Regions from separate parts of the Rattus norvegicus genome. Here region 1 is linked to region 2. The links are chromatin contacts, called in public Hi-C maps. All regions are on one chromosome and are shown on one strand. The core of a region is the stretch at or near the end of the contact, and the rest is flanking DNA. Distances in the headings are between cores, read along the strand shown.

The links. A called contact is a pair of places that touch in the nucleus more often than the background predicts.
Region 1: a contact with region 2 is called in a Hi-C map of frontal cortex, with 4 times the contacts expected there. The contact joins the enhancer-like site here to the promoter of Sdk2 in region 2. A contact is called at or near these places in 3 of 12 Hi-C or Micro-C datasets (frontal cortex, mammary epithelial cells and prefrontal cortex).

Annotation. Positions count from the first base shown.
Region 1 is chr10:99,817,683-99,822,102 of GRCr8, reverse strand. No RefSeq gene overlaps it. Among named protein-coding and RNA genes, the nearest start is that of Sdk2, 220 kb to the right of the region's middle. Within about 2 kb of position 1,827, at least 6 of the 93 cell types and tissues checked have an H3K27ac peak or open chromatin away from gene starts, as enhancers often do.
Region 2 is chr10:99,599,488-99,603,730 of GRCr8, reverse strand. Sdk2 (sidekick cell adhesion molecule 2) reads left to right here and starts at 2,048. Exons shown (of 44, transcript NM_001413325.1): 1 at 2,048-3,263. The coding sequence starts at 3,191.

The DNA of each region.
Region 1 (4,420 bases), core at 578-3,077, 220 kb before region 2:
GCATTCTTATGTGCATGTGCATACGTGTGTGCATACATGTGTGCACATGCACTCAACCTTTGTGCCACAGGACAACATTGGATGCCTTCTTTATTGATCTCAGTCTTATTTTTTGAGACAGTGTCTCTCACGGAGCCAGGAACCTGACAATTTGGCTAGGCCGGTGAACCCTCAGAATTCACCTGTGTCAGTTCTACCCCTCCGCTCTGGGATCACAGACACCAGCCCCTGCACTTGGCTTTTATGTAGGTTTCTGGGGATTTGAACTCAAGCCCTTGAGCTTGCACCAGCACTCTACCCACTGAGCGATGCCCCAGCCTGTAAGTCGGCGTTCTTGAGTAACCAGAGAGAGAATGTCGTGATATAGTTACTAGGCAGAGGAGATGGCCAGCTTTGGGGGTGGGGGGATGGGGATCCTGCTCACACCCCAGTCCCACTGCCCTCTAGCAGGGACCCTCAGAAGCATCTCATCCGCACATCCCTGAGACCTGAGATCTCCCATAGTAAAGCTCATATTGAGTTCTACATTCAGGGCAGGGCTGGGATCTGTGTGTCTAACAAGTCCTAGGTCACACCGATGCTGTGTGTATGTGGACTGCTTTTAAGGAGTTATGGAGGAGACAGAGTGGAGTACCTACTCCAGAGAGACTGGTCTTTGCAGTCACCTACGGGGTCAAGTCCTCTGATCTTGCTTTTTTACCTGCTGTGTGACCTCTAGCACGTGTGTGTTGTTAACTTCTCTGAGACTCAGTTTCTCACTTGTCAAATGGAGATAGAAACACGGTCAGGAAATGGCAGAGAACACCTGATGTTAGTTAAACACATTGAGCTCAGTGCCTCGGATGCGCTGACCCCGCACGGATGGGCAGACATGGATTCTATCAAGTAACTCGCTGTGTGGAGACCTGAACCTGACTAAGAGGATCAGAGCCGGGATGCGGGGAGTGTGGTTCTCCAAGCAACTGCCTTAGGAGGCCATCTTGTTCTGGAAGCATGCTTTCTGTGTAGCTGCACTCTCAGGTCCAGGAGGGACAGAGCCCAATTGCAAATCAGAGGGAGATGGTTCGGATGCAGTCTCTGTACACATCTGTTGCAGAACAAAGCCAAGTCCAAAGAGAAGGCAATGGAAAAGACTAGACCTAGGAGGAGAGGAATGCGGGGATGGGGGAGATGAAAAGGTTCCCTACCTATCCCCAAACCTCTACATATATACAGATTTCCCTGAGCTAATAAAAGGCCCAGGCCTACTTAATGGCACTTGACTTGGAGTGTGTGCATGTATACATGGACATACATGCACATTACATGTCCCTGAGCAGATTCGATGAGCTAGCCTGAGAACCGAACAGAAGCGGGTCCGGAAGGGAGCCAGACAAACTCACCTGGAGCCAATCAGCCGGTTTAAGCAGAGCTGTGGCCAGCCTTGGCTCCCCGAGGAGCGGGATTTCTCGACAGGGCTCTGCTGACATTTTGGGAAAACTATTTGTGCCGTGGTGGAGGCCGTCCTGTGTTATGTAGACGTTTCTAGCATCCCCAGCCTGTACCCTCGGGGTGCCAAGAGAACCCTCCCACCCTAGTCGTGACAATCAGAAAATGTCTTCAGACATTGCCAAGTGTTCTTTGGGGACAAAGCTACCCTCAGTGGCAACCATTCCATAGATCCTCTTTTGGACCCGTAATGCAAGACACTGGGTTGGGGGACGGGCGGGGGGAGTCTGTGAATGGAGTACCCAGGCCACCAGCCCCACGTCCTCTCTGCCAGCTGCAGAAGGCTCTGGCTGAGAGCTCTTCCAATGCCTTTTCCAGTGCTTAGTGTTCAGTCTGTTGGTTCCTGGCTTCCTGTCCTCTTCAGGCTCAGGCTAGAGAGGGGACTTAGGATCCAAGTGCAGTCTCCCATCCCTCCCCAGTCCACCCTCCCCACTCCCAAGGTCTCTATAAAGGGGCCCTGGAGTTCCCAGGGAAGAAAACATCTTTGGAAAGGGCAGGGCTAGAGTTGGCGCCGGGAGTCCTGATGGAGAAGCCAGGGGGTGCGGAGGCTGAGTGGGGGAAGAGAATGTTATCACAGAAACCTGATTTTTCTACACACTCTATCAGCTCCCCATCTGCTCCTTGATTAAACGTATTGCCGAGCTCCCTCCCCACGTGCCCGCTGCCAGGACGTCTCTAGAGCCCTGATTACATCTGTGGAGAGAGCCTCAAACCTCACAGATGAGCGAGCCTATCGATCAGCCTGGCAGCTGACGTGTGTTTTAAAATGTAGAGGTGGATGGGCAGTTTAACTGCCAGGCCGAAGGGTATAGAGGGCTCTTACCCTTAAAGGAAAGGCCTCCGTCTTCCGGTCACCGTCACCGTCGCCACAACAAGCCTAGGGTGGTGCTTAGATTTCCATCCAAGACCCTTCCCAATGCAGAGACCTTAGGTGACATTTCTCCTTCCCCTGACTCAGTTTTCCTTTTGTTAGCAGGCCGTAACAGCCGAGTCGGCGGATACAGAGCGAGTGACCTTCAGAGTCAACCGACTATAGTTCTATCCTAACTCACAGCCTGCCTGTCCTGTGAGCCAGCAGCCTAGATGTCTCCCTAGAGCTTGTTACAAATGCAGGCTCTCAGGCCCAGACGGGGCCAGGCCTAGGCTGGTTGCATCAGGAACTACCCTTTAACAAGCTCCCCAGGTACTTCACGGACACGTTATAGCGTGCCGGGCGCGCCGACAGCTCCGTTCATTTAGCTACTTCAGAGGTGAACATGTAAAAGAAATCTCTCAAAGGGAATAACTCACCACCTTCCCTGGCCTCAGAAAACTTTTCACAGAGATTTTTTTTTTCTTTCTTCCTGCCCAGGAACTTTAACCCTGAGAAGCAAGAAGCTTTGAAATCCTGGTGGTTGGAGCCTTGAGATGAAAATCCTCATTCAATCAGTCCCTCAATGAGTCTGGGGATGAAAAGGGAAAGCTCCTCCTGCCCCAAGGAAAGGCCCCTCTTGGGGGATAGGCAGATCCCTCTCCGTTCCTTGAAAAGATGTCCGTCCATGGTGAGGTTTTTAAGCAGCTTGTTTTATGGTTGCTGGAGTTTGGCCAGAGTCCTTCAAGCTTCATCCTTCTTCTGGGACCTTCTGTCCTAGTGGCCAGCGGTGGCTCTAACACATTTTCGGAAGTTTGATGGCTTGAAGCAACAAGGGTAGTTATTCTTTCACAGGTCTGAAAGCCGGAAGACTAAACTCGAGGTGTGACCAGGATCCTCCTCCCTTTGGAGGCTCCAGAGGGAGCCCTTCCTTGCCTATACCAGTTTACAGGGGCTGTACCTCTCTCTCCTCTCGGCTCAGGGTCACGGGGCCTATGCTCCCCTGACAGGCATTAGAGCCCCAGCCTACCTCACCTTCCTTTTTCATGGTCCTTAGACTGCATCCCAGTGATCTGGATTAAGCTTACTTCACAGTTTGTAGTTACATCAAAAATACCTCTTTCCGTGGAGTCCAGGCGTGAGCCACATAGTCACAAGTCACGGGAACTTGTGCCTACCTTCAGGGGGTTACCTACCACAGTCTCCAGTGGAATCCTAGGTATTAATTACATTTTGGAGCGGCAGTGTCCCGCCACCACTACCACCAGCTGGTGGCGCCATTGAGAGGTGAGCGAATTACAAGGGTGTTTAACCTTAAGGATGGGTTAATTCACGGATGGGCTCACAGAAGAGCTTTTAGGGGCCAGGGGATGTAGGTCGCTAGAGGTGTGACTTTGAAGGTGTATTTTAGTTGGGCTTTGCTCCTATCTGCCTTGGTTGACAAGGTACCTTCCGTGCAACTACTGAGTGTGTATGGACCGGATGCATAGGAAGCGGGGTGGTGACCTCCTTCTGAAAGATGCCCTGTGCGAATGGCGATGCCCTGTAATGAATGCATCAGGAGAGACATAGGTTTGCTAGTATGTCTGAAGTGGGGGAGGGCTGGGAAAGTGTCAGGGGTTGTGTTCTAGCCAGAGGGAACAGTGTCAGAGACTGTGAGCCTCCGTGTACATTATCCCGAGAGCTAGAGAGTGTGAGAGATGACCCAGAGACCCCCAGCAGCTCCAGAAAGCAAAAGTCCTCCCTCGTCTCACCGCAGAGTGACAGTCTGTAGTCTGTGGGTCACGGAGGCAACACAATACTGCCTTCTTTGAGAGGACAGCATCTTGTTTGGCTTGGTGCTGGAGGCAGACCGCCCCAGTGCCTGGGCAGGGTAGGTTGGATGAGGTTGGACCAGAGCCTGGACCATCACGGAGGCATCTGGTGAGGCAATCTGGGCAGCAGATGATCGGAGCCAGCCCACACTGGCACTCATCTGGCCTGATGGATGACACTTGAGCCAACAAGTGAGCCAGCCATCAGTTAAGCCAGTCTCACCCCTTTGGTAGAGACAGACTCGAAGGGCAGTGGCCATGGTCCCCT
Region 2 (4,243 bases), core at 799-3,298:
CCTCTCTCTTTTCCAGAAGTGTGGAAGTAGACTGGCTGAGAGGTTCGGGAATAGGTCCTCCCCTTAACCACGCGGGCATGAAAGACTGCCTACAAAGACAAGAGAGCACCCTCCCTTTCCTCGTCCTACCGTGGAGATAAAGCGTCTAGATCGGTAAAACGGACGCACCTGGCTGTGCCAAAAGGTCTACTCTTAGGAAGGGCACGAATGCTCTCTGGGGCCTGAGAGGAGCTAACTCAGACTCTTACAGTTACAAGCCTGAGCACTGGACCCAAATGGAGAAATCCAGCAAGATTTCAGACATTAGTACCCACATGAACTCCAGCCCAAGGGCACAGACAGTCTCTCCGCTCGGATTGCTGGCTAAGAAGCAGTTGCTGCAAAACTGACTCTCAGGCCCCCTCTGTGAGCAATCCGTGCAACAACACCCTGAAGAACAGCTGTTCCTGATGGGCTGGGCAGGGCCTGAGCTCTCAAGCGTGTATTGCCGAGTCTGGGGGTTGGAGCTAGGGAGGCAGAATCTTGGCTTCTCGGCGACGGGAGGGGCGTGGCCACCGAGGGGGAAGAGAGCTAGGCTGCCTGCCCCTAAAGCCACTCACTTTTGGGTGAAAAACTCAGCCGCACAGCAAGCACTGGGCCTGGACAGGGCACAGGCTGTCAGGGGAAAAGGCAAAAGCAGCGTTTGAAGTGGACGAATATAAACCCGAAGATAGGCAGGCTGGCTTTTCATCTATTTCCACTAAATGCTCACAGTTCTTTCTTCCAAGGCAGGTGAGGAGAGACCGAGACCGGAAGAGCGATGAGATGTGTTCAGTGCCTCTATTCACTCCACAGCGAGGAGAAAAGGTGGCCCGGACTGGAGAGGATGAGGCAGAGCCCTCAAAGTCACTAAGATGCTTGAAGGGTAAAGACCAGAACAGGATGACAACAGGGGTGTGTCTCTAAAGACCTGGGCTCAGGGGGCATGAAGAGAAAGGTTGGCAAAGGCGAAGGTCCTCATTCCTTCCTTTTCCAGCCAAAATACCGAGCTTGCAAGGCTGACTTCTCCCAGCAGGCTCAGTGCCAGGGACTACACAGTCTTTTAGGAAACCCACGGAAATGTTTTAATTTCTTTTAAAATCAGGGGAAAAATTAAATGAACTTTTAAATGAAAGAAAATGTTTTAATATGTAGCAATATATTTGTTTTCATGCCAACACAGCCGCAAAATATTACTTTTAATATTTTTAATAGAGGAAAGAGCCCACGGAGGTAGAGACGCCTGTTGCCCGTGTATGCAACTGTTAAAGGGGTCTTACAGCTCCTGGCCTTCCCACACCGGAAGGTGCATTCTGCTCCCATTCGTGGGCCACGAGGGAGGACCCCTCTGGCTCTCTCCATTGTGTCTCCGCTGCCAATGTGCCTTTAAAGGGGAGCTCAGAAGAAGAAGAAACAAAGAACGCACGAGTTTGGCACCAGCTTCACTTTTTCAGCTTTCTGCAAGTCCCAGACTTTCCCTTTATCTTGCTCTCCGCCCTGAGCGTTTCCAGACTTTTAAAGAGTCTGACCTAGGAAGGAAAAACTGGAACCAACCGGCTGACCGACACATGCACACACACACACACACACACACACACACACACACACACACACACACACACACACACACCCTTCCCAAACTGTCCTGCCCCGTCATGTCCAGAGGGGTGCTGGGGTCTCCTGCCTATGGGAGACTTGGATGAGGCCTTTGAGGGAGGGAGGGAGGAACGGAGGGAGGGAAGGCTGAAGCTAGAAGACAAGGCCAGAGAGAGCGACTCGCTCGCGGCCCGCACTACTGCCCTCCGGTGGGTCCCGGAGAAGCCAGGCGCCCGCGGCCGCGCACACGGATTGGGTTTCTGCGAGGCTCGCTCCCGGGCCTGGCTCAGGGCCGCCGCCGCCCCCTCCCTGCGCGCAGGCTGCGCTCCAGTCGCGGCCACGGGGTAGCGCTCGGCCCCCCTCTCCGCGTCTCCGCCTCCGCCGCGCTCGTCCCCGGCTCCCGCTGCCCCCGCAGCTCCGGCTCGACGCAGGCAGACTCTGAGGCTCGGCAGCAGAGCGGCTCTTAGGACGCTGAGCCCCGGCAGCCCAGGGCTCTAGGCTCCGCGAGGCAGCGGCTGCCGAGGTGGGCGAGCGGCAGGCGCGGAGGAGGCGCGGGAGCGGCCGCAGAGACTGGGGTCCCCGCGCTGGGCGAAAACGCCGGGCGGCCGAGGCGGCGCCGAAACCCCGGATCCCAGGACTGCCGGCCGGGCTCTCCCGGTGCAGCTCGCGCCGACCTCCATCCCGGGTGCGGCGGAGAGCAGGACCCGCCGGTCTTCTCCTCCCGATCGCCCGCAAGAGGCTCCGCGCCCGAGCACTGGCTGGAACCCGGGTCGCCCAGCCCGGTACCCGAACCGGGCATCTATCCCTGCCCGCAGCTGGCGCAGACATGGGTGCACGGGGCTGCGCGCCGGGCCGTGGGACCCGCAAAGTTTGGTAGTCGGAGGTGCTCAGAGCTTAGGGCGAGCCCCGCACTGAAGCCCCAGGGGACGTATCCCCCGAAATCACTGAATTGGGTGCGAGGACCGTGGAGCTCTGAAGGGTGGCTTGGCCCTGCCAGATGCCTTCTGCAAAGTTAGAAGAGAAGAAAACTTCGGCTCCGGCTCCGGGGAGATTCGGACCGTTATGCTAACCGCGCCCCCGGAGCCCTGCGCCCCATCTCAAAGACACCCGGCGCCCGCGCCTGCCACTGTGTTCTGCTAGCATCCAGTCCCAGGGGCCGGGCGTCTGGAACCGTGGTGACTACGTCGGCCCGGGAGAACCCAACCAGGGGGCGGGGAGGGGCGGGAGGCGGGCAACGTGGCCATCAGAAGGAAGTTTCCTGAAGTTGTCCTCTCATTCCGGAGCTCATCTAGCGACCAGGCCGGATCGCAGGGGTCGCCCTGCCTTCGAGAAGTAGTCTGAGTCGGGGTGCTAAGAAATACAGGCACCCCGAGTTTGAGAGGAGGCTTGGCCTCTTTCTCCTCTCCCCTCGACTTACGGAATAGCCAGCACAGAAAGAGGAGAAAGCATTTGGGGTCGCTGGTGCGGTCCCTACGGTCATAGCGTCCAGGACTTGGCCACGCAGTCTCCCGGGACCCCACAGGATTATAAAGCAACTCGCAAAGAGGAGGGCACAGCAGAGGACCCCTCCGTCAGGATGCCCAGCATGTGGAGGCTGCCGATCTGGACTCTACTGGCCCTGCATCGGATCCACTCAGCCGGGGCCCAAGGTATGGTATGGGCGACTTTCTCCACGTGGAACTGGAGAAGGGGTTCGGGTGGGCGGAAGAGAGGTGTCCCCTTAAGACACCGCGTTTGGCCCAAGCTGGACCATTTCGTGTACGTCTCAATGCTCCCGCTTCTTCGACTTTTGGGGCTCTCTTTGGGGTGGGGCAGTGTCCCCGGTACTTCTGGCCTCTCTGGACCGGAAAGGTGAGGTGGCCAGGGGGAGGTGGAGAAAAGCGGAGGTGCGGTAGGTGGACCTCTATAGATACCCTCTGACTGGGGTAGGAGGGGCGCGTCATTTCATGTCTTGGCTCCACTGAACTCCCTAAGCTCCTCATCCTGCTCGACGTCCGACAGGAAGGGCAAAACCATACCAGGCAGGCACTGGGTAGTCCCGGGGTGAGAAGATGGGGCAGGCAGAAGCTGGGAAGAAGCCGTAGTCGGGGCTCGCTTGATTTTTCCTTCAAGAGCAGCTACTCTACTTGACCACATATGGGAGCCCGCGCCTGGCTGCCTAGCCAGCCGCGGGAGCTGGGGCGGTTTGGCGGCGTGGTCCTGGAGCCCAGTGGCGAGGACAGCGGCAGATCACCCCCACCCCCACCACCGACACACCCAGCGGGCAGCCCCAGCCTTCAGCTTCCACTGCTAGTTGGGTGTCTGGCCCCTGCCGCTTTGATCTGTAGCTACCCCGAGCAGACAGCCTGGCGATGAAGGGCTAGTGGGTGTGCAGAGGGTGTGTTGAAAGGAGGTGTGATGGGGTTGTCCTTCCCCGCCTCCTGAGGCGGACGCCTGCACATCTCTGGGGTCCCCTGGAGGGTCGTGGTAGGCTAGGCTGCACCGAGCTTTCTTGGGTTTGGGGTTCGAAGATCCAGATGGTAGTGGCCGTGGTGGCCGAGCGGCGCCTGCTGGGGGCAAAGGGAGAAGTAGTCTAGATTGAATCCCCAGACTCACCGGTTTAGCTTTAGATCCCTTTGATTTTCCAGAC